Regions from separate parts of the Ovis aries genome. Here region 2 is linked to region 1. Evidence: chromatin contacts called from public Hi-C data. All regions are on one chromosome and are shown on one strand. The core of a region is the stretch at or near the end of the contact, and the rest is flanking DNA. Distances in the headings are between cores, read along the strand shown.

Region 1 (7,093 bases), core at 4,429-6,928:
AGTGGTCATGTATGGATGTGAGAGTTGGACTGTGAAGAAGGCTGAGCGCCGAATAATTGATGCTTTTGAACTGTGGTGTTGGAGAAGACTCTTGAGAGTCCCTTGGACTGCAAGGAGATCCAACCAGTCCATTCTGAAGCAGATCAGCCCTGGGTGTTCTTTGGAGGGAATAATGCTAAAGCTGAAGCTCTAGTACTTTGGCCACCTCATGCGAAGAGTTGACTCATTGGAAAAGACTTTGATGCTGGGAGGGATTGGGGGCAGGAGAAGGGGACGACCAAGGATGAGATGGCTGGATGGCATCACTGACTCAATGGACACGAGTCTGAGTGAACTCCGGGAGTTGGTGATGGACAGGGAGGCCTGGCGTGCTGCGATTCATGGGGTTGCAAAGAGTCGGACACGACTGAGCGACTGAACTGAACTGAACTGAACTAAGGGATTAACAATGGGAAAAAAGATTGAGAAACTCTGTTCTAGAATAATGGCAAATATCACAAAAAGCAGATGACAACAATGGAAACTCAATTACTGATGTTACCATTAACTTTATCATTCAAATGACACTCTAAGTCGGTTCTAGCTCTTAGCTTTCAACTTAACTAAGCTAATAAATCCCCTTTATTGTTTAAGCAATGTTGTCTTGAGTTGTCTGTTACTCATAACAAAGTCACACTAACAGGTAAAATACAGAACTTGTTCTGTTAAGTACTGACACTGAGGATGGGTGGTACAGAGTGCTCAAACTGGGAGGGACTTCAAGTCCAGTTTAATAGCTTGATATTCAGTTCACTTCAGTCACTCAGTTGTGTCCAACTCTTCGCGACCACATGGACTGCAGCATGCTGGGCCTCCCAGTCCATCACCAACTCCCGGAGTTTACTTGAACTCATGTCTAAGTCAGTGATGCCATCCAACCATCACATCCTCTGTCATCTTCTTTTCCTCTCGCCTTCCATCTTTCCCAGCATCAGGGTCTTTTCAGATGAGTCAGTTCTTCGCATCAGGTGGCCAAAGTATTGGAGTTTCAGCTTCAACATCAGACCTTCCAATGAACATTCAGGACTGATTTCCTTTAGGATGGACTGGTTGGACCTCCTTGCAGTCCAAGGGACTCTCAAAAGTCTTCTCCAACACCACAGTTCAAAAACATCAATTCTTCGGTGCTCAGCTTTCTTTATATTCCAACTCTCACATCCATACATGACTACTGAAAAACCATAGCCTTGACTAGACAGACCTCTGTTGGCAAAGTAATGTCTCTGCTTCTTAATATGCTGTCTAGGTTGGTCACAGCTTTTCTCCCTAGGAGTAAGCGTCTTGTAACTTCATGGCTGCAATCACCATCTGCAGTGATTTCGGAGCCCAAAAAAATAAAGTCTGCCACTGTTTCTCCATCTATTTGCCATGAAGTGATGGGAACAGGTGCCATGACCTTAGTTTTCTGAATGATGAACTTTAAGCCAACTTTTTCACTCTCCTCTTTCACTTTCAAGAGGCTCTTTAGTTCATCTTCACCTTCTGCCATAAAGGTGGTGTCATCTGCATATCTGAGGTGATTGATATTTCTCCCAGCAATCTTGATTCCAGCTTGTGCTTCATCCAGCCCAGCATTTCTCATGATGTACTCTGCATAGAAGTTAAATAAGCAGGGTGACAATATACAGCCTTGACATACTCCTTTCCCAATGTGTAACCAGCCTGTTGTTCCATGTCCAGTTCTAACTGTTGCTTCTTGACCTGCATACAGATTTCTCAAGAGGCAGGTCAGGTGGTCTGGTATTCTCATCTCTTGAAGAATTTTCCAGTTTATTGTGATTCACATAGTCAAATAAAAAAGAAATAGATGTTTTTCTGGAACTCTCTTGCTTTTTTGATGGTCCAGCAGATGTTGGCAATTTAATCTCTGGTTCCTCCGCCTTTTCTAAAGCCAGCTTGAACATCTGGAAATTCACAGTTCATGTATTGTTGAAGCCTGGCTTGGAGAATTTTGAGCATTACTTTACTAGCGTGTGAGACAAGTACAATTGTGTAGTAGTTTGAGCATTTTTTGGCATTGCCTTTCTTACGGATTGGAATGAAAACTGATCTTTTCCAGTCCTGTGGCCACTGCTGAGATTTTCGCAAATTTGCTGGCATATTGAGTGCAGCACTTTCACAGCTTCATCTTTTAGAATTTGAAATAGCTCAACTGGAATTCCATCACTTCCACTAGCTTTGTTCATAGTGATGATTCCTAAGGCCCTCTTGACTTCACATTCCAGGATGTCTGGCTCTAGGTGAGTGATCACATCATCGTGATTATCTGGATCTCTGGAAATTTGTGGAGACGCTATAGACAAGTGACTAAAGTTCACATGACATTGTGAGGTCTAAGCTTCCATCCTTAACTCATGAAAGTTAAAAAAGTTAAAAGGAATATGAAGTCAAAATTCAGGTGAACTGAGACAAATTCCCCTCCCTCAATTCTCTAGATTCAAACTATATTATTTGATTCTTTGATCGCAAATAACAAAAATACAACTTGAATCAGCTTAAATGAAAAAATGGGAATGTACCAGCTCATGAAATTAAAAGACGCTTACTCCCTGGAAGGAAAGTTATGACCAACCTAGATAGCATATTCAAAAGCAGAGACATTACTTTGCCAATAAAGGTCTGTCTAGTCAAGGCTATGGTTTTCCCAGTGGTCATGTATGGATGTGAGAGTTGGACTGTGAAGAAAGCTGAGCACCAAAGAATTGATGCTTTTGAACTGTGGTGTTGGAGAAGACTCGAGAGTCCCTTGGACTGCAAGGAGGTCCAACCAGTCCATCCTGGGTGTTCAGTCCTGGGTGTTCTTTGGAAGTACTGATGTTGAAGCTGAAACTCCAATACTTTGGCCTCCTCATGCAAAGAGTTGACTCATTGGAAAAGACCCTGATGCTGGGAGTGATTGGGGGCAGGAGGAGAAGGGGATGACAGAGGATGAGATGGCTGCATGGCATGACCAACTCGATGGACATGAGTCTGGGTAAACTTGGGGCAATGGTGATGGAAAGGAAGGCCTGGCGTGCTGCGATTCATGGGGTCGCAAAGAGTCGGACAGGACTGAGCTACTGAACTGAACTGAACTAGCTCATAAAATCAAATCACAGAATGAGAGAGGTACACTGGACCTTAAGGATGATAAGATCCAGAGTCATAAGCACTGCTGAGAGAGGGGACTTAAAAAAAAAAGAAAGAAAGAAAAACTGCAAGCAAATAGCATAAGGATTGATTTTAGATTACCATCAACATCAGAAGTCCGAATCTGTGCATAAAATATAGAAGCAGAAGTATTAAGGTAGATGTTCAAGATCATGAAGGAGATTCACTTTGAAATGCATCCAACGAAATAAGAAAGATGTACGCATGAGAGGATGCATAGACAGATATGGGATAAAAACAAGTATAGTAAAATGTTAATGATAGCATCCTACCAGTAAGTATGTAGTGGTTTACTGTGAAATTCTTTCAACTTTTCTGTATTTCGATATTTTTCATAACAAAATTTTTGGGGAAAAAAAAACCCAAGCAGAACACCATCATGATTATGGTGACTAATCCCTTGTCTGCCTTTAGTTCTAAACTGAAGGTACAGAAAACAGATCATGCACTCCATGAAAGTTAGGACTGGCAAAAGTATTCATTCAGCCAAAACATAAAAGAATTATCTCAATTCCCACTTGGTAGCATCCACTGTTTTAAGATCAAAGTGTTAAAGAAAAAGTAAATATGACCTGTGAGTGAAAGGACAAGGTTAAAAGTTGACCATTCTAGTTTGGGAATTTGAGTAAAGAAATGACAGGTAAAAATGGTTATCCCATTAATTTAATATGTTTCCATTTGGTGGTTGTTTTTTGTTTAGTTGCTCAGTCGTGTCCGACTGGAGAAGGAATGGAGAAGGAAATGGCAACCCACTCCAGTATTCTTGCCTGGGAAATCCCATAGGTTGTAGCCTTCCAGACTCCTCTGCCCATGGAATTTCCCAGGCGAGAATACTGGAGTGGGTTGCCATTTCCTTCTCCATTCTATTTGGTTATTAGTGCACTAATTAAGCATCATTTTGTTGTAATACACATAGAAATAAAGCTCTGATTTCTCACTTGGACAACTGAGTAAACAATGGGATCCTTCATGGAGACAGAAAATGCACACAAAGAATATATATGTAGTGGGTGATAACTTCTGAATTTGTTTTTGGAATCTTAAAGTTCATATGCTAAGTTACGTCTAAACAGAGATGTCCAGTAGGTCCAGAATTCAGGAAAAATTTGAAAACTGGGAGAGATTGTGAGTTATCATCATAAAAGTGGTCAATACCCTGGGTAAGATCACCCAGAGATTGCTCTGTGAAAGAAATTATTCTTCCATTCTCTTACCCATTCACCAAATTATCATTGTTATTAACACTACAAATAAAAAAACGACACCCTGTCTTCCAGGAGGTCATAACTTCTTAATTGCCAAATTCAATGACCTATTGGCAATCCCAATGTTGGTTAGCTATTCCTTACTTGAAAAACTGTCCGCCACTGATATTGCCATCACCATTCCCCTCACTTTCTCCTTTCTGACTGTTCCCTTTTTGGTCTCCTACTGAGATAGAACTTGACCTTCACAACGTTTCATTCTTAAACCTTCATCTCTAACTCCAATTTTCCCAATTAGCCTTTAGGTCAAACTGACTGATGCTTAACAGATAGTTTAAAAGTAAAAATTGTGTTGACAGTACAACGCAGGAAATACTTCTCACCTTGGAAATATACTGAGCTAGGTGCTTGTGAGAATCATAATTGATTTACTCCAGAGCCTGTCTACTCCTGTCCTGAAAATGGCAACAAAAATATTTAATTTGCAAGGCTACTGTTAATGATAAAATAGGGATACATAAATGCAAAGCATCCAGCACAAAGCACTGCACTCCGACATGTACCAATACATCCTATATGTTCAAATGAAAGACAAATTATGCCAAATCATAAATATCTACCTTACCTAAAATTAACTTCTGTTCGTGAGCCTATATTGTATTATTCAGGTTACATACGCTGGCTCGCTGTGTATTATTTTCTTTAGAATCTCTGATAGCATCAGGGACTGGCTCAAAGTAACAGTAGCAATCGCTTCCCTCCAAACACAAAATACATTTTCCTAGGCTTTTGAAGAAATAGTGCAGTTTAGCTTAGGAGTGAAACTGCATAGTAAGCTTCATCACAAAAACTCAATCCAATACTACCCCGTCCATCTGCAGGTCTCTGACAGAAAAGGGAGCGGGGTCAAAACATACTTCACCCAGCAAGGCTGAAACTGTAGCTTTTATCTTTCCCGCTGGTTCCTAAAGGACCAACCGTACTGAGATTCCATCGTGCTCTGCGCCACTTCCGTTCGCGCGTTTTAATTACGTCACATGTCAGCTCTCGCGGTATCATCACTTTGCTGAAGGCCCTTAATAAAGGTCTCGCGAAATTTGTCTCTCAGGTCCAAACTAGCCTCCCACCCTCCCCAACTCCACCCCTGCGCCACCCCACCCCCAACCTGTCCTTCCTTTCTCTGTCTCAGTCACCGAATTCTCCCCTCCCCTCCCTTGATCTCAAGGCCCTCCTCTTGTTTCCGATTTCTGGCCGGAACCGGAAGTTTGGTGGGCGGGGCCGGGCGGCGGAAAACGCAGCTGAGCCGGAGCCGGGACTCGGCTGTGGCCGCTGTCCCTGTCCCCGCCACGGATCGCCGTGGCTCCAGGTTGAAGGTCGGTCCGGAGGCGGGTGGGCGCGGGTCTCCCCCGGACTGTCCGGGCGGCAGCCTTCCCGGGCCCCCCGGGCTCCGCGAGGGATCATGTCTACAGCCTCCGCCGCTTCTTCCTCCTCCTCGTCTTCCGCCGGTGAGATGATCGAAGCCCCCTCCCAAGTCCTCAACTTTGAAGAGATAGACTACAAGGAGATCGAGGTGGAAGAGGTGAGCGAGGCCCGGCACGGAGGCTCGAGCCCTGGCCTGTCCCGGTCTCTGCCTGGTCCTAACTCTTAAGGCGCCTCCCCAACCTTTCTATTTCTTGAGACCCACCCGGGAGTCTCCACACCCCACAGAGACCGGGTATAAAGGGGCTCTCCGCGTTCAGCTGCTCCGGGGTAGCTCTCTTTTTTTCTCCCTTTAGCACTCTTGAGTTTGGATTTAATATTCCGGTGCTTGGAGTTTGGGTCATCTCAAACGGAAAAGGATAAACTGGTGCGATCGTCTGGTCCACCAGTTCTAGAATCTGTAAGTAGTAAAATATATCAAAGACCATGGCCGTTTTGGAGTTTTAGTTCTCCAAAACATGGTGTTCTTAAGGGTCAAGGATTATATTATGTTCGACTTCTGGCTCAGCATCTGGCACGCAGTGGGTGCTCAATGGATGCTTCGTAAATTAATACATCCACAAGTCTAATAGTTTTTCCAAGTACCGAATAGCTGTTTTGCCGATTCCATAGAGCAGTAGTCATATTAAATGTTATTTAATAGCCTTCAATTAGACTAATTTAGGCTAATTTCACCAGTAGTAATGTAGACTGGTTTAGGATGAAAAAATGTTTCGAGTAGCATATTCTGAAGAAATAACGATTGATTTCAGTGACAACTAGAATGTGAGATCAAACCAGAAATCGCTGTTATAAAACCCGAATACATCCTTTATTCTGCAATATTTAAAATTATTTTGGAGCAAGGTAACAATGTGCCTTTAGCACGTTGCTTTTCAATGCACAGAGGTTGGTTGTATAGACCATAAAATTTAGAAAACTGAAAGCTATGTATATTTTAAAGACACTTTAGAAAGTATTAAAACTTTGGTTGGAAATAGTATTTATTATTTACCATTTGTTTATCATTTAAGAAATTTACTAAGTACCCTGCATTACATACACCCACGAGAATCCTGCATGTTCTCAAAGAATTATCTCTATTTTAAAAATTTTAAGTTACTTTTAGACAGTGGTAAGCTAAAAGTAGATAATTATCCTTCGACGAATAATTTTTTTTTTCTATGCATGTTTTGGAAGAATAATGGATTACTTTATTTTTACTTGCTTAAAATAATCTT
Region 2 (6,494 bases), core at 2,098-4,597, 740 kb after region 1:
TGTCATGAACACACTTAAGACTCAAACTCCTTGTAGTCTGGACAGGTCAGCACCAAAGGGCAGAGAGGAGGATGAAGAAGGAGAGAAGGAGGGGGAATCTATCTAAAGGAACAAGTGCAAGATACTCAGTATCCTAAATGTGGGTAAGAGGCTAGGCTTAACAATTCCAGTGTTAGTATTATAAAAATTCTGTTACTCAACTAATTCAAATGAAAGTGCTCTGGAAAATTCTGTTAGAAATCTCAAAAAGTGCATCAGCTGTGGTAAATAGAGATGACTGGAAATTATTTGCCACTCCTCCATTGAGAAATGAAGTCTAATTTCCAGTCCCTTGAATCTGGACTGGCTTTAGCGACTTGCTTGACCATATGATGCAAGGACAGGGATGTTTTAGGACTTCTAAGACCTTGCAGTTTCTATCCAGGCTTTTTGGAGATCTCTCTCTTCTCGACCTCAAATGGTCATGTAAGCATTCCAGCTTAAAGTTCCAGCTGAGCTCAGCCTTCCAGCCATCCCTGCCAAGATACAAGATGTGTGAGTGAACCTATCTTGGACCCACCAGATTAGGCCATTGACTAACTCAATACAACTGAATGCCCTCAGTCAATATCCCATGGAAGACAAGAATTGCCAGCAGAGCCCTGCTCAAATTCCTGAACCTCCCTATTTTAAAGTATTGGTGGCGCTAGTGATTGGTAAAAAACCTGCCTTCCCATGCAGAAGACATGCGTTTAGTCCTTGGCTTGGGAAGATCTACTGAAGGAGGGCATGGCAACCCACTCCAGTATTCTTGCTTGGAGAATCCCATGGACAGAGGAGTCTGGCAGGCTACAGTCCATAGGGCTGCAAAGAGTCGAACATGACTGACGTGACTTAGCACACACACACATAAAATAGTTGGTGTTTTAAGTCAGTATAATTTAATAATTTGTTACAAATAGTTAGATTACTGGAACAATTATGGCAATGACAGAATAAAACTGCAGAGTTTTATTAAAATTGTTACATAAAATATGAGAATGGAAGGCCAGAGAAAGACTTTGATGAATTTAAATTAGTAATTGCTCCCATTTATAGCATATAGTTAAACTCCTTTCAGTATTTTAAACCCCATTTAAATGTAATGCATTTCATCTGTTTTTTAAACACTTCATACTTGTAGGACAAACACAAAAACTGATAAGTAAAACATTCCTAAGGGTTACTGAGTTTAAGCTCATTACTACTATGACACATGACAGGCCAATAATCAAGAGACCAGTTGTTGGAGCAAGGCATAACAGCTTAATTTGGAAAGCCAGCAGAGAAGATGGTGAACTCATGCCCCAAAGAACCATCTTGCCTGAGTTAGAATTCAGGCTCCTCTTATACTAAAAGGGGAGGGAGTGAAGTCAAACACTTCCTGGTTCCCATCAGCCTCTGGAGGGGATGTGTTCATTTCTTCCTCTCTATAGTCATTCAAAAGTAGGTCTGGTCAAGATGTTTCCTATGAGCTAAAAAACAGTATCTTAGCTTAATGCTCATTACCTGGAAGCAGGGTTCCCAGAGATGGACCATTATTTATAATTTAAACTTACAGGCAACAGCTCTTTTATGATTAACTTGTAATAGAATACAAAAGATTGTTGGGTATTACATAAGTACGTAAACATGTAGTGAAACCTCAAGTTCTTTCAAACATTGTAATACTTTAACATTGGTCAATGTCTCTGTCTTTTCAACTTAAAATCAAAGGTCTATGAACATGGTAAACTTACCTGCATTTCAAAGTAATATATCCACCCAGAATGGGAAATCCAGGGGAAACTTGGAATACAGTACATTCGTGTCCAGTCACTCAGTCATGTCCAACTCTTTGTGACCTAATGGACTGTACCCTGCCAAGCTCCTCTGTCCATGGGATTCTCCACAAGAATACTGGAGTGGGTTGCCATTTCATCTTCCACGGGACCTTCCCAACCCAGGGATCAAAACCCCACCTCCTGCGTTGGCAGGCGATTCTTTACCATTGAGCCACCTGAGAAGACCTTGGAACGCAGTACTTAGACATATATCCTCAATTTTAAAGAAAAAAGCAAATAAATTATGGCTTTTATATCTATCAGAGTAACCACCACACCGGGGTTGATAATGAAATATTTCCATCACCCTAGGAAGTTCCCTGCAGTCAAAAGCAACCACTGCTCTGACTTTGTCATTATTTTGGCTTGTTCATGAATGAATTTGACATAAATGCACTTTTAATTTTATGTACTCTTCTACTCCACTCTTCACAGTGCCTTTAGAATATTCAGTGTCCTATATACCATACTTTCATTCCCATGTCATGTCAATGAAAATAATCAATGATTTATAATAAGAATAGAAACAAGTTTTATTTCAGCCAAACTAAGGACTAGCCCAGAAGCCAGCTTCCCAGATGACTCTGTGAAGCTGCTCCAGAGAAGCGTGGGTTCCAGGACAATTTTATACCTTGTCAAAACAAAGAACATTAAATAAGACAGGGTTACAGTTCTTCAAGGTTTAAAACACACACACACACACACACTACATTTCTTCAAAGTTTAAAACACACGCACAGACATTACATTTCTTCAAGGTTTAAAACACACACACACACCAGCAAGTATATGAGAGTCCCCATGGCCTGGGCACCTGGAAAAGGAAATCATCATCAAAGCAGGACCAGCATTAGCCTCCCAGAAAGAAAGGCATTTAATCTTTATTTTTAACATGGGCATTCTTTACCTCTTGTCAGCGTGCTCTTCTCTTTAATAATTAAAGCACATATACAATTTGTTTGATAGGCCAAAAAGAGGCTATTTTCCTTAACTCATGTATAACCCAAAATGACTTTTCTGTATCTCAACATGCGAAAATTTCTTTTATCACCCATCTTAACACTTATATCCAGTATTTATAATAAGACTGCTGCGAGGGCTCTCTATGCTTGTTACACTTGTGTGTGAATTTCCACAGGCCAACCGTCTAAAAGAGGAGTTTAGAGGGGGTAAATTTGCTTTTCATTCCTAGCTGATCCTTTTGCCTGCTGACGCAGAGGGAGGCATGGCGGGCTGAGGATCGTAGGCACACGGCCCTAAGGGCCCCCTAGCTTCTCCTGAATTGCTGTCACGCCACCCTTTGTCGCCGGATCAACCATCATTGTAACCGTTAACCTCCACCAGCAAAAGCTATTTCTGATGGAGTCTATGCCGGAACTATATAGATACTGACGCCCCGCGTTTCCGGTGCCGAGGAGGCGGGCCGCGATCGCCGGTTGGTGCGGTCGCGGACTGATGATGCAGAGCGCCGCGTGCTCCCCCCCACGTGTGCTGCTGCCGCTCTCTAGGTAGTGGCGAAGCAGCGGCAGCCGCTTTCACTGGAGACGCAGTTGGTGGCAGTTCCGGCGCCAGGACCTCAGCGGCTCGGGGGTTCTTAGCGCGAAGCAAGGAGCGCCTGTGGCCGCCCGGGGCGGAGGACCCGTGATCATGGAGCACCTCTTGCTGGAGGTAGCGGCCGCGCCGCTGCGGTTAATCGCTGCCAAGAATGAGAAGAGCCGCAGCGAGCTGGGCAGGTTCTTGGTCAAGCAGGTAAGAGAAGGAACGGGAGGGAAAGAATTGGGCCGTCCCCTCACCGCCTGGCGCGTGCCCCATGGCCCTGCGCGAAGACGCAGGGGACCGGAGATCCGTGTCTTGTCACTCTGGCCCCCTCCCCAAGGCTGGCCAGTGGCGGAGGCGTCCGCGCGCATTTGAGGAGCCTGGAAGGAGCCTTTTGTTTTTCTGTGGGAGAGTCTTCCCTTCTCTCCACCGATTTATTTCCTTGCAGCACCCTGGCTGCGTGCGCCAAACATGACCTTCAGAGAAAAACGTGGTTTTTTGTGTTTCTTTTTTTGGTAGTTGAGGTTGCGTGTTTGCCCTTTTGACATTTGTATTATTTAAGCTTGCCGACAAGTCCAGCCACCTCTGTTAGCTTGGGTGGGTATTTCCTTTCTGCCTTGTTCTGACTTTCCTGCCCACTGACAAGTATTAATTGTATTCCTGCTGGGAGTAAGACACAGTGTGGCACTTTGCGGATACAGATAAATTCGTTATGGTCTCAGACCCCCAAGGTATTTCGTGTCTATTTTTGGAGACTTTCATAAACACAGGATACAACTGATGGGCCAAGCGAGACAGCGAGGGCATAATTCATAAGCCATAGGAATTATGAATTAGTTTTCTGGAAAATGGGTGCTCTGGCCTTTTAAGAGCCTTCTCCCGTTGACCTCCCGCTATCTGAGTTGAGGATCCTTATCACGCATTTTTTCACCTGGCGTTTTAACTTTCTATTTTATGCTTCCCCACCACACCTGTGAGCTTGAGAGTAGGGGGAAATTTTTTTTTTTTTTTTCCCCTAACTCCTGTATCTAGAAGATAGACATCCTATTGCTAAGGAAGCAACAGCAGTTTTTCGGGTCTGGAGAGGCCTGGAGCTAACAGAGAGACGTATCTGATGACAAATTGAACGTGTGTGGCAAAGGGGAGGGAGGAGTGGAAGATATTCCTGGGGTTATCTGGCCTGTGATTTCCCCCAAGGAAGGGATCGTTAACATTAAGGGAGAGGTCTGGAAAGAAAACTGACTTTTGATGGGCTGGACTAATGAAAAAATCAATTTATATGAGCTGAAGTTGTGGTGACAGGCTCCTGAACTATGTATTATGGCTAGAAGCATTCTTCTGTAAGTGGGTTTGCATTTAAAGCAGAGGTTCTGAAGCTGGGGATCATGGACCACTGACAGCAGGAGGTTTGTTTATGGTTCTTCGCAGTAATTGGATGGAAAATTAGTGCTTATGTATTGGGAGTAAAATGAGGAAATGGTTCATAGCCTTTTAAAAAAAAGAGAATCTGAGATTCTGAAGCATGGGAACCACTCAGGTGGATTCTGAGACTGTATATAGTAATGTTGAGGGACTTGAAAGCTACTAGAAAGTTCAATTGAATTAAGATTCCGGCCACCTGTGCTTTCCATTTGTCTCTCCTCTGTCTCAGATTCTATCCAATCTGAATAATGTCTTTCAGGTTTGCTCCTTTTTATTTTCAGTAGTGATTTCAAGCTTTTCACACAGATAAGAGTTGATTGTGTTGTCATCCTGTTTTTCTCCTATTTGGGGAAACTGATTTTTACTGGAGAGCAAAGACCTTTTTTTTCCACCACTGAACCTCATGATTTTAGTTCCCCCTGCCAGAAATTGAACGTGGGCCCTGGACAGTAGAAGCATGGAGTCCTAACCACTAGACCACCAGGGAACTCCCAGCAAAGATTTTGAAACCTTACTTCTCATGGAGTTTGGGATCTGAAATAAATTTTTAGGATGTGCTTCCTTTGTTCTTCATCTCAGCTGGTGACACCCCCGTCTCTCTGTCCAGTCCCTTGTTACAGAAAACTGAGTGTTCTCAACTCTTTTCGCTCCTTTTCCGTCGCATATAGCCAAGTCCTCCTGATTTTCCTTCCTTGGTATTGAATCTTTATTCAGTTGTGTCTTTCTCTTCATCCTTACAACTACTAGCATCCTACAGTTCTGACTCTTAATTCCAACACGGGGGTTTTCTTTCTAGCACTACTGAGCAATTCTCAGATACCAGCTGGTGTCCTACAATTTAACTCAATTCTGGTGCTGTTTACCTGTGGAAAGAGTCAGTTCCTTCAGAGTAAAGGCTTAACCCTAAAAGACTTCTCCCACCCTCGCCTGCTCTTCTGACTAGCTAGCCTATAAATTGGGGGTTCCAAGAAATTTCTTTCTTGGATTTAATTAATTTACTAGTTCAGTTCAGTTCAGTCCAGTCGCTCAGTCGTGTCCAGCTCTTTGCGACCCCATGAATCGTAGCACGCCAGGCCTCCCTCTCCATCACCATCTCCCGGAGTTCACTCAGACTCACGTCCATCGAGTCCGTGATGCCATCCAGCCATCTCATCCTCTGTTGTCCGCTTCTCCTCCTGCCCCCAATCTCTCCCAGCATCAGAGTCTTTTCCAGTGAGTCAACTCTTCGCATGAGGTGTCCAAAGTACTGGAGCTTCAGCTTTAGCATCATTCCTTCCAAAGAAATCCCAGGGTTGATCTCCTTCAGAATGGACTGGTTGGATCTCCTTGCAGTCCAAGGGACCCTCAAGACTCTTCTCCAACACCACAGTTCAAACGCATCAGTTCTTTGGTGCTCAGCCTTCTTCACAGTCCAACTCTCACATCCATACATGACCACAGGAAAAACCATAGCCTTGACTAAACGGACCTTAGTTGGCAAAGTAATGTCTCTGCTTTTGAGTAGTATACTCACAAAACTTGGAGAAATATTTTACTTTTCAGGACAGCCATCCCTGAAGCTCTCCGAACCACATTCTGTGGGGTTTTTATGAACACTTTCTTCACAGGCACAATACTAAATCTCTGGCCATTGGTGATTCAGCTCTTAATCTCTAGCCCCTCTGCCCTCCTCGGAGGTCAAGACATGGGGATGAA

The links. A called contact is a pair of places that touch in the nucleus more often than the background predicts.
Region 2: a Hi-C map of hypothalamus shows a contact between it and region 1, with 8 times the contacts expected there. The contact joins the promoter of MDN1 here to the promoter of MAP3K7 in region 1. A contact is called at or near these places in 4 of 16 Hi-C or Micro-C datasets (hypothalamus, liver, muscle and 1 more).

What each region holds. Positions count from the first base shown.
Region 1 is chr8:47,028,350-47,035,442 of ARS-UI_Ramb_v3.0, forward strand. It overlaps MAP3K7 (mitogen-activated protein kinase kinase kinase 7), which reads left to right and starts at 5,679. Exons shown (of 18, transcript XR_009601626.1): 1 at 5,679-5,973. LOC121820172 (a long non-coding RNA gene) reads right to left here and starts at 5,398. Exons shown (of 4, transcript XR_009601631.1): 1 at 5,020-5,398.
Region 2 is chr8:47,767,538-47,774,031 of ARS-UI_Ramb_v3.0, forward strand. MDN1 (midasin AAA ATPase 1) reads left to right here and starts at 3,348. Exons shown (of 102, transcript XM_012182781.4): 1 at 3,348-3,590. The coding sequence starts at 3,489.